2 separate regions of the Canis lupus genome follow, and region 1 is linked to region 2. A link is a contact called in public Hi-C data. All regions are on one chromosome and are shown on one strand. Each heading gives the region's core, a stretch centred on a gene start, on an enhancer-like site or on the middle of the called end of the contact. The rest is flanking DNA. Distances are from core to core; before and after follow the strand shown. Region 1 holds the start of C35H6orf52 (putative uncharacterized protein C6orf52 homolog). Region 2 holds the start of GCNT2 (N-acetyllactosaminide beta-1,6-N-acetylglucosaminyl-transferase).

Evidence for each region. Hi-C and Micro-C count contacts between places; a contact is called where the count stands out from the background.
Region 1: a Hi-C map of blood shows a contact between it and region 2, with 2.5 times the contacts expected there. The contact joins the promoter of C35H6orf52 here to the promoter of GCNT2 in region 2. A contact is called at or near these places in 2 of 9 Hi-C or Micro-C datasets (both in blood).

Annotation. Positions count from the first base shown.
Region 1 is chr35:11,733,776-11,738,941 of UU_Cfam_GSD_1.0, forward strand. C35H6orf52 (putative uncharacterized protein C6orf52 homolog) reads right to left here and starts at 3,513. Exons shown (of 4, transcript XM_038584494.1): 1 at 3,332-3,513. The coding sequence starts at 3,513. PAK1IP1 (p21-activated protein kinase-interacting protein 1) reads left to right here and starts at 3,490. Exons shown (of 10, transcript XM_038584155.1): 1 at 3,490-3,648. The coding sequence starts at 3,562.
Region 2 is chr35:11,602,857-11,607,658 of UU_Cfam_GSD_1.0, forward strand. GCNT2 (N-acetyllactosaminide beta-1,6-N-acetylglucosaminyl-transferase) reads left to right here and starts at 3,120. Exons shown (of 3, transcript XM_038584150.1): 1 at 3,120-4,618. The coding sequence starts at 3,694.

The DNA of each region.
Region 1 (5,166 bases), core at 2,263-4,762, 130 kb after region 2:
GAGGCTTATTCCTATTGTCCTCCACCCTTTCCCCGGGGCATAGTGCTGAGATGATAGATATGATGGCTGGAGCCCAACCTCAGCATTATTTTGGCCTGTGACATCACGGAGGAAGTCATGCACAAGAATGTAGGATCTGAAAGAGAAAACGGGTCTGGGTCCCTGATGTCTGTAGACTCCTTGTACCAGCACTACACGGGCTACCTCCAGATTTCTCTTAAGAGATAAATGTCTTGTTTAAGCCACAGCTGTTTTAGGTTACTGTATGAAGTTAAACACAATTCCTAACTACTATAGCAGCTTAGCCATCAAATAAAATATACAGTAATTTTTTTTGTTCCTTCTTGTTCCTTCTCTCATTTTAGAGCTGTACTTTATAAGAGGAAAAAATCAGAACTTTTGCTTTGAATGGGTGAGAGATAAAGTTGTGATCAGAAAGTAGAAGCTAAACGTTAATATAAGGGGGTAAGGAGGCTGAGGAAGGGAGAAGTCAATGTTGCATGTGGAAATCACCCAGCGTGATGGCAGGAGCTGGGTACAGAGGGCCATGAGCAAAGCTTCAAAGAAGATGGACCTTCAGGGGCTTTGTTGATGATGGTGACAAGGAAGCGTTCACAAATATTGTTTTGCTCTCTAAAAGCTCCAAATGCCAACTTCTGATATTTCACCTGCATTATCCCCACGAAGCAGGTGAAGCAAATTTATACCAGGGCCGACAACTGGCCAGTGTCCAGGGGAAGTAGCTCACTCTCAGCTTCCCTTAGCTCTATGTGCAAAGGAGACCAAAGTACTCTGGGGATGTGCACATGCACCTCTGTAGCCCTAAAAGTTAAGACTTGCTACCTGCCAGTGAGAAAAAAGGGTAATTGAGCAGGAATATTAGACTCTCATATTTCTAACACAGCTGACTCTTCTATGCTATATTCTGCTTTGAGCCCAGCATATCCACCTGACCAACTGCTGCCCCTCTGCCCCCCCCCCAAAAAAAAACTGGCTGTTGTTTTCTTTAGCAAACCAAACAAAGCCAGGCACTCAATAAATATCTGTTGAATGAATGAATAAATCAATGTGTGGCTCAAGTGTAAAAAGCTTTTCAATCAATAATTTAAAAAGCAAAACAAAAAGTCCTGTTTTGCTTGAGCGTTAATGAACTCTTAACAGTTGGTGGTTTCTTGGCAACTGCAGTTTTCACAAGAATGAGATTAAATGGCTTTTTTTTTTTTTTTTTTTTTTTTTGCATCCTGTGTTTGGAAAGAGAACAGTAGGTTTGCAGGAAGTATGCGCAGTTTGGATCCAGTTGAACAAGTATGTAATTTTGCATTGTTTTCCCTTAGACAGTGAAAAACTGCTTTGTCCTTCTTTGTGAAAGTTTGTGCCCAAGGAAATGTAGAAAAGCAGCAGCGCTAGGGTCTGACCAGGGGGGTGGGGTGGGGGTGGGGGTGGGGTGGGGGGCTGTTGCTTAGCTGTGTGGTTTTGAGTTATTTTTCTAGACTCATTTCACATTCATAACCTCATACTGCATTAGTACATTTTAACTGTAGAGGCACCAATCCTTTGGAAAATGGAGTGAACTTTTATCAATGCTCTCCTCCAAAAATGTACATAGACAACTTTAGGTAGAATTTCAGGGTATTTAAAGCCGCCAGAACTTAGCCATAAACTCTCTCGGATTGGGATCACCTGGATAAATAAATGCTCTTCACGGTTTTTCCCAGCTAATGGGTTCGTCATTTCTGACAGTTAAAAAAAAAAAAAAATGACTACACCACTTTGCTTTATGTCCACGTTGTTTATGGTTTTCATTCTAGAACCAGCCATATTCTAAAAGATTCCTAGTTGGAAATAAAAGACTTTTTCCAGCCATAGTGTTCTTCTTTAAGATGCGACAAATACTTAAGAAGAAGTGTGATAACCTGGCAATACATAGTAAATACCCCGTTACAGGGCTAGGTTAAAGGTAACTTCAAAAAAAACCTACTGAATGAGTAGTAATTCCCATCATACAACAGCTGAGATCTCCCTAGGCTAAAGAGAGCACCAGGGGCTTTTCCACAGACAGAACACAGGAAAGATCTTGAAACATAGGTTCATTCAAAGATTTTTTTTTTCTTTCTGGATGAGAGACTATTAGTTTTGCTTTTAAATAAACAGATACGGGGCCCCCTGGGTGGCTCAGTGGTTGTGCATCTGCCTTGGGCTCAGGGCGTGACCCCGGGGTCGTGGGATCGAGTCCTGCATCGAGCTCCCTGCAGGGAGCCTGCTTCTCCCTCTGCCTGTGTCTCTGCCTCTCTCTGTGTGTGTCTCTCATGAGTAAATAAATAAAACCTTAAAAAAAAAAAAAAAAAAAGAAGAAGCGATCCCTGGGTGGCTCAGCAGTTGAACGTCTGCCTTGGGCTCAGGGCGTGACCCCGGGGTCTCGGGGAGTCCCGCATCGAGCTCCCTGCAGGAGCCTGCTTCTCCCTCTGCCCGTGTCTCTGCCTCTCTCTCTCTCTCTCCTGATTAAATAAATAAAATCCTACAAAAAAGGGGAGGGGAGGGGAGGGGAGGGGAGGAGGGGAAGGCGCTGTAAGCTCAGCGCGCCACAGGGCTGACGAGCCGGCGCCGACGAGCCCCCCGCTCCCACTTGCAGACCCAGCTGCCGCAGCACCTGCGAGATGCTGACGCTCCCGGAGGTGTTCCATCAGGCGTGCGCAAAGCCGTGCTGTCTAACAGACCTCTGCATCTCCGTACCCTACGGGGAGCTCTCAGACGTCAATTAAGGCGATTTCTGTTTTCACGACCGGAGCCGACCTCGGGGCTCGGGGGTGAGAGTCCCTCCGGCACGTTCGCCGAGGCGGCGTGCGCCCGGCTTGCTCGAGCGGCCCCTCCTTGCACCCTTCGGGTCTAGCGCCCTGGCCCCTCCTCCGGGTGGTGGGGCGACGCCGGCCGCAGGGACCGCACGGTCCGCGCAGCCAGACGAGCTGGAAGGGAGGTGCGCAGGGCGGGCCCCCGACTTCGCGCGCTGCTCTAGACGCCGCAGGCCACCCCCTCCGTGCCTTACTGGGAGGGAGCCTCCTCTGTGCTTCGGGCGCAAAAAGGAGACCTTCCTTTTTCCGAACTCCCTAACCTTCCTAATTCCCGTCCCGGGTCCCGCACCCCACATCTGCAGGTGCCTCCCGGGGTAGAGCACCACGCCGCCAGAGGCCCCGCCCACTCTGGGCAGGCCACGCCCCCATGACGTCACGGAAACGAGGGGCTTCCGCAGAGGCTGCCCCGCCCTGCTCCCCTGAGACCCGCCCAGCTGGCGGCCACCTAGGACGTGCCTGCTTGCTCCCAACTTTTGTCTCCTCGCCTTGAGAACGTCCTCATGCGGCGTCCTTGTTTCTTCTCCTCTTGGAAGCTCCGCGCGATCTTCGAGCGCTGAAACAGTTTCCACGGAGGCAGGCGCCCCAAGGGCAGCCCTGAGCTCGTGACGTCAATTTGAGCGCCGGCGCAGGAAGGACCCCCACGTGCGCTGGCGTCCGCTTTCGTCATTCCGTGTCGGCGGAGCGGGGCTCGCGGAAGGGGCACGTGCGCCGCTGAATGGAGCTGGTAGCTGGTTGCTACGAGCAGGTCCTTTTTGGGTTCGCTATTCGCCGGGAGCCGGACGCAGGCGGCGAGCACCGGGAGGTCAGAGGGGGCGCGCGGAGGGACCGCGGGAGGAGGTGCGCGGGTGGGTCCGGGCGGGTTCCCCCGCGGCGGAGGTGGGCACGGCGTCGCAGGTAAACACTTTGATCTCTTAGGGCTTCATTGATGAATCGAACCCACGCGTGTAGTTTAGTTTAGTTTTTTTTTTTTTTAATGTAGAGTGGGCATTTCATAAGACGAGGTCGTGTCTGTTGGGTTTCACAGACTTTCTGAGCGCGGTCCAGGAAGGAAGCTGGCGTTCCTGGGTTCAGGGTTTAACGCCTGTGAGTTGACAGCCAGTTTCACGTGTTCAGGGTTTAATGAAAGAACAGTTTGCTCTTTTATTGAGTTTTGTCTTGGGATTTTTCAAGATAGTAGAGCTGAGTCTGGATGAATCTCTCATTGGTTAAAAAAAAAAAAAGTGTTCCAATTTATTCAGTAGTTTCGGACTCTTTCCCCCCCCCGAGTGGGGGGGGGCATTCGTTGGTAAAGGGGGTGCGAAGAAGCCAGAAGGAATGGATCCGCGCTGGAGAGCTCGCTAGCGTGAGGAGAGCAAGGGGGACAAATGCATGGAGAAAATGACAACAAAATACAATTATCTTTACCAGATGTGTGAGCAGAAATGTTAAGTAAGATTGCCTTTAGTGAAACAGGTAGTTAGGACCTGTCCAGGACCAGAAATAAGATCTAATTTTTAGCCTAGTCATGTTTTTTTCCCCCTAAGAAAAAATAGGCTTCTTCACCTTTTTTATTTTTATTTCTTCAGTATTTATGTACGAAGTCAAGGTGTCAGTCTTGAATTAATCAGAAAACTGGATGTATATAATTTGACTGATTACTTTTGTTTATTTCGTTCTCTACCTGGTCATTAATCTGCTTTTGGCCGGAAGGTGACATCTCTTGAACGTCTAAAGATGGTGCTATTGATTGTGTTTTCTTTGTAATGAAGTTGCTGTGTTGTCCCGGACACATAGTCGTCCTCACAGCAATAGCCCGAGGCGGGTACAGCTGACTCTGTCTTACAGGTGAGAGCCTGAAGTTGAGATAGGTTAGGTGACCTGCTCCGGGCCACAAAGGGAGACCTGGGACTCCGGTCCTCAGGTGTGTGTGAAATGTGAAGCCCTGACACTCGCCACTACTGCTGCTAAACCTAGACAGACAAGTAGCTCAGATAATCAGCATTCCTTCTGTAATATGCACAAAGGTTTTTTGTTTGTTTTTACCGCGATAGCAGTCCTCAGGAATATTGTGTCTTTATTCAGAAGAGCTCCTTTGGTCCTGGTTGCTGGAAGCAATGTCTGTTGCTGTAGGTATTTAGAAATTAATTTGCTGTAACACATCTTAAACATGTTCAGAGAGGTCTGATTTTTTTTTTTCCTTCTTCTTTGGTTTGTTTTGCTAATACTTCCTAATGCATCTTCTTCCATTTGAGGTGTGTGTATGTGTTTTCAGCTGCCAGTCACTCTTGGTGCTCATCCAGTCTCATTTATTTAATCCAAAAGTTGCATCTCCATAAGCATA
Region 2 (4,802 bases), core at 1,870-4,369:
TAAAACCAATTTAATCCAAGACGCTCATTCCCTGCGATCTCAACGAGACTTTTGTAGACTCTGAGCAAATATCCATGTGGCTTCCTTAGTTTTTCTAACTTGAGCATAGAGGCGATGTCATGGTGAAGTATGTAAAAAGTGCTTTAGGCATCCTGTGGCCCCAAGAATAAGTAAAATGAGGATCGTGGGTAGCTTATCCACATCTGTAGAAATGGAGCCCTTCTGCTCCCTTTCTAAAATCAGTTGTTGAGATTAAACTCTAAGCACAGTTTTCTTAGAGGACCAAAAATTAATTTATGCCCAGGATAAGGATTTATAGTATACGTTAATAATGGGGTGCCTGGCTAGCTCAGTCGAAAGAGTATGTGACTCTTGATCTTGGGGTGGGGAGTTCGAGCCCCATGTAGGGTGTAGAGATTGCTAAAAAATAAACTTAAAAAAAAAACGCTAATAAGTAAGCACAGGCTGAACTCTGGGGACGTAAATATACACCTACTATTTATTGAGTGACCAAGCCACCAGTCAGAACAAATTCCGTTTCTTCAGAACTCCATCTTACCTGATTACTGCCTCCAATTTAGAATTGAGGGTATTCATTTTGATCTAATGCTCAAGCTGGGATGAAGAATCACACTGTTTTTTATGGTCACCCATTACCATCCTCTTCTATGATTTCGCATAAGTGCAAGAGCCCAAAACTCAGGATTTAGAAGGATGATTAGAGGTACATTGCATAGGGCCTCAGGAAAGCCAGGAGGATCAGAATAAGCATTTCCCACATTTCCTACATGCTTACCAGGAAGTTAAGCAGCAGATAGATTGGGTTGATGGAAACAACAACAAAAAAAAGAGGCTAGGTACTAATTCTTTAAAATATGTTTAGCATTGTTACCAGGCACCTGGGTGGTTCAGTTGGCTAAGCATCTGCCTTTGGCTCAAGTCATGATCTCAGGGTTCTGGGATTGAGCCCTTACATGGGCTTCCCTGGTCGATGGGGAGCCTGCTTCTCCTTCCCCCTCTAACCCTCCCCACCTGCTCATGCTTGCTCTCTCTCTCATCCCATCAAGTAAATAAATAAAATCTTTAAAGTAAATAAATAAAATAAATAAATGTTTAGCATTGTTGAAGATTCTATTTTAAATAATTGTGAATGTTTCTAGAGCTTAAAATCAGAGGACCCTTGTAGCAGGTCAGGTGAGGTACAGTTAACTACTAAGCAAAGTACTAAACTGTAATTGTTTTTCACCCTGTAACTATAAATTCAGGGATTGTAGATTCAGAGGAGAGCCAGCAAGCTGTGAGAGATGCATTTCTATATGAAATGTCTGGAGGGATGGGATTGTGCCAAGAATGAGGTGATAGCCCGAATAAACCCAGGAAGTTATCTGGATATATTAAGAGGAGAAGCTGTAAAAATTTGGCTAGTTTAGATAAGCCATGTTAGGTATTGATGGCTTCATTTAATCATCACTGGTCCCTTTCATTTGATGTGGACAGAGACCTAGAGGGATAGTAACATTTTTTTTTTTAAAACAAGAGAAATTTTAGTCATCATTTCAGAAAAGATTATTCTTAAATGACTACTTTACTGAAGAGATGATTAGTACAAAAGAATTGTAGGTACGCACATGAGAGATAGTTAAGTAAATAGGTATTTGGGTTGATTGAATTCTATTTGGGATCATATAGACAAGATGGTGAGTCTGAATCATGCTATAGAATCAGATTCCAGAAACCAGTGAGACTGATGTACCTAGTTCTGGAGAATTTCCCAGCATCTCTTCTTATCATCATTTCCTGTGCTCCCGAAGATCCCTTCACCAATGCATAAAGCTTTCAACTGAGGTGGGAAAAAAACAACAAATAATTATCCCAGTCTTGTGTTCTAAGGTAATGATTGTGAAGACAATACCCCATGAAGACTGAGTAGCACCATGGAAATATTAGGCTATGATATTAAACACAAAATGCAGGATGTGCACTTGCATCTACCCTGAGCACAAAAATCAAAATGTGTGTGTCTGTGGGCAAGAGGTAAATAGACTACCAGACATGAAAACATTGTGTTTACCAACTCTCTGTAATAGTACGTTGTCTTTATAACTAAGATGTATTGGGAAAATAAGTATGTTGAATGTACCCACCTCCATAGATACAAATAAAGATTAGAAGTCCTTAATATTTGGAATCTCATGCTAATGTGATCAGGGAAACAGAGAAATGAAAACTAGAGCACTCGATCAATACATATTTGATTGTCTAGCATGTGCAGACAGTGGTGGGAGCTAGAAACAGATGAAGGTTATGTGAGCTCAGTGCTAACCCACCACTTCTGCAAGTATGCACAGCGTACGCTCACACCCCCATGCAGCTAACCACCAAATAAACTAAAACTGATCAGGGTTAACTTTGACATTTCATCTAACAGGCTCGGGCTCACAGAAGGAAGAATAAGGGAAGTGTAAAAAGGTTTCAACAGAGTGGTGGTGATTGTGTCGTTTTCTTGACACATGATGGGGGAGGGACTTTTGTTCATTCTTCTCTCTCACCTCAACTGGTTGCTGGGCAAGGCCCTGAACTCTTCATGTTACTTCACTTTATTCTCATGACTAACCTAGGGAGGTGGTAAAATTATTTTCATTTTTTGCATAGGGAAAAACCCTTTGAGGGGGTTTGTAAATTCATAAAAACCTCTCTCTGTGAGTTCTGGAACTTCCCAGAGTGAGACACTGTCTCTCTCTTAGCTTTCTACATACCCACAACTTGGGCTCGGGTGAGATCAACTTGGCATTTCACAAACTGCAATTTTAGCCTTTATATAATTTTGGGGTAGGGACAGATGTTTGAGGTGGGGTGTTTTTGGGGGGATATATATATATATTTTTTAATTAACCTTAATTCATCAAGCACCCCAGTCACTTTGTGTAATAAGTTAGGTGGTGAGGTAATTTTGCAAATGTGCCTTTCTAAGGACCTTACTAGCAGCAGAGACAATTAAGCCCTGGAAAGAATTTGGCTCAACAGCCAATCATACGTCTTGCTTTATAGCATACCCAGTCGATATAGGGAGGTCGGAGTGTGTGTGTGTGGAAAAAGACAGGTTAAGCGATTAATTTTTAAGCACTAAATATTTATTGACAGAATGTCTCTCCAGGCGGTGTTCACATGCTTAGAACTGAAGCTTTTAACTTGGCAGTGCTGTTTAAGCAAACAAAGCCAGTCAGTTGAACGCAATGATTAACAGGAAGTTGGGGAACTGACACAGTCGCAACCTCTGGCTGGGAGAAAAGGCTAGGAGAGAAAGTCTAAGGGGCGCTGACTTGCAGAATGGTGACCTCACTCTTCGGTGACTTTCCAGCAGCGAGAGGTGGACACCTCAGAATCAGAACCTCCCCGAGACGGCTTGTTTTCGTGTGGTAACAGGTTGCATGGTGAACGGGAGCCGGAGCAAAGCAAATCCAAAGGAGCTACTTCAGAAATGTGTCAAAGAAAGGTGGAAATGAAACATAGTGGCGAATGAGAAGGCAAGACAGGAAAAAGGTCCAAACGGTTACCTGGAAGGGCACGGGGAATAGCTGCTCAGAATCACGTCAACCAAGAGGATGATCTATGGATTCTGGAGAACATGTAAGTTGAATATATCTACACTCTGATCGGATCTCAGGAGACATTTTCCTCGCTTTCTGGTCTTGAATGATGGTCTCTTGGAAGCATTACCTTTTCACTGTGTCTCTTATCACTGCCCTGGTTTTTGTATTTGTTTACAATCACAAGTTATGGGAGGAGAAGCATTTTCTGAGGGCATCTCTGTCCAATGCTTCGGTGTTAACAGAAGTCTGTCAACAGATTTTTAAGGGGAGGGTTTTTTACCCAACGGGGAACGCACTGAAAACTACTCTCAGTGACTCTACCTGTTACGAGTACATGGCTCAAAGTCACTATATAACACAAACACTATCAGAAGAGGAGGCAGGGTTCCCTCTGGCTTACACAGTGACCATCCACAAAGACTTTGACACTTTTGAGAGACTCTTCAGGGCGATTTACATGCCCCAAAATGTCTACTGTGTGCATGTGGATGAAAAGGCAACAGACACATTTAAAAATGCAGTGAAGCAATTGCTCAGCTGCTTCCCAAATGCTTTTCTTGCTTCGAAGATGGAGCCCGTGGTCTATGGTGGGATTTCCAGGCTCCAGGCGGACCTGAACTGCCTTAAAGACCTTGGGGCATCTGAGGTGCCCTGGAAGTACGCCATCAACACGTGTGGCCAAGATTTCCCCCTGAAGACCAACAAGGAGATCGTTCGGTATCTGAAAGGATTTAAAGGGAAAAACATCACCCCCGGGGTGCTGCCCCCCGCTCATGCCATCGGACGGACCAAGTACGTCCACCGGGAGCTCTTAAGCAAAAAGAATTCCTACATGCTTAAAACAACACAATTAAAGACCCCACCTCCTCACAACATGACCATCTACTTCGGCACTGCCTATGTGGCCCTCACCAGGGAATTCGCCAACTTTGTCCTCCAAGACCAGCATGCACTTGACTTGCTCTCCTGGTCCAAAGACACTTACAGTCCTGATGAACACTTCTGGGTGACGCTCAATAGGATCCCAGGTATGTGAGTCTCTTAACTTTTGTTCTTCTGAGTGAACATTGCACAGTCAATACTGAATGAGCTGCTTTTGAAAAAATAGTAAAAAACCAAAAGGTTATTTCAAAGATCTTTATATTTTCAAATGTTAATTAAAAAAAATCTTTATAGGGACACCTGAGAGGCTCAGTGGTTGAGCATCTGCCT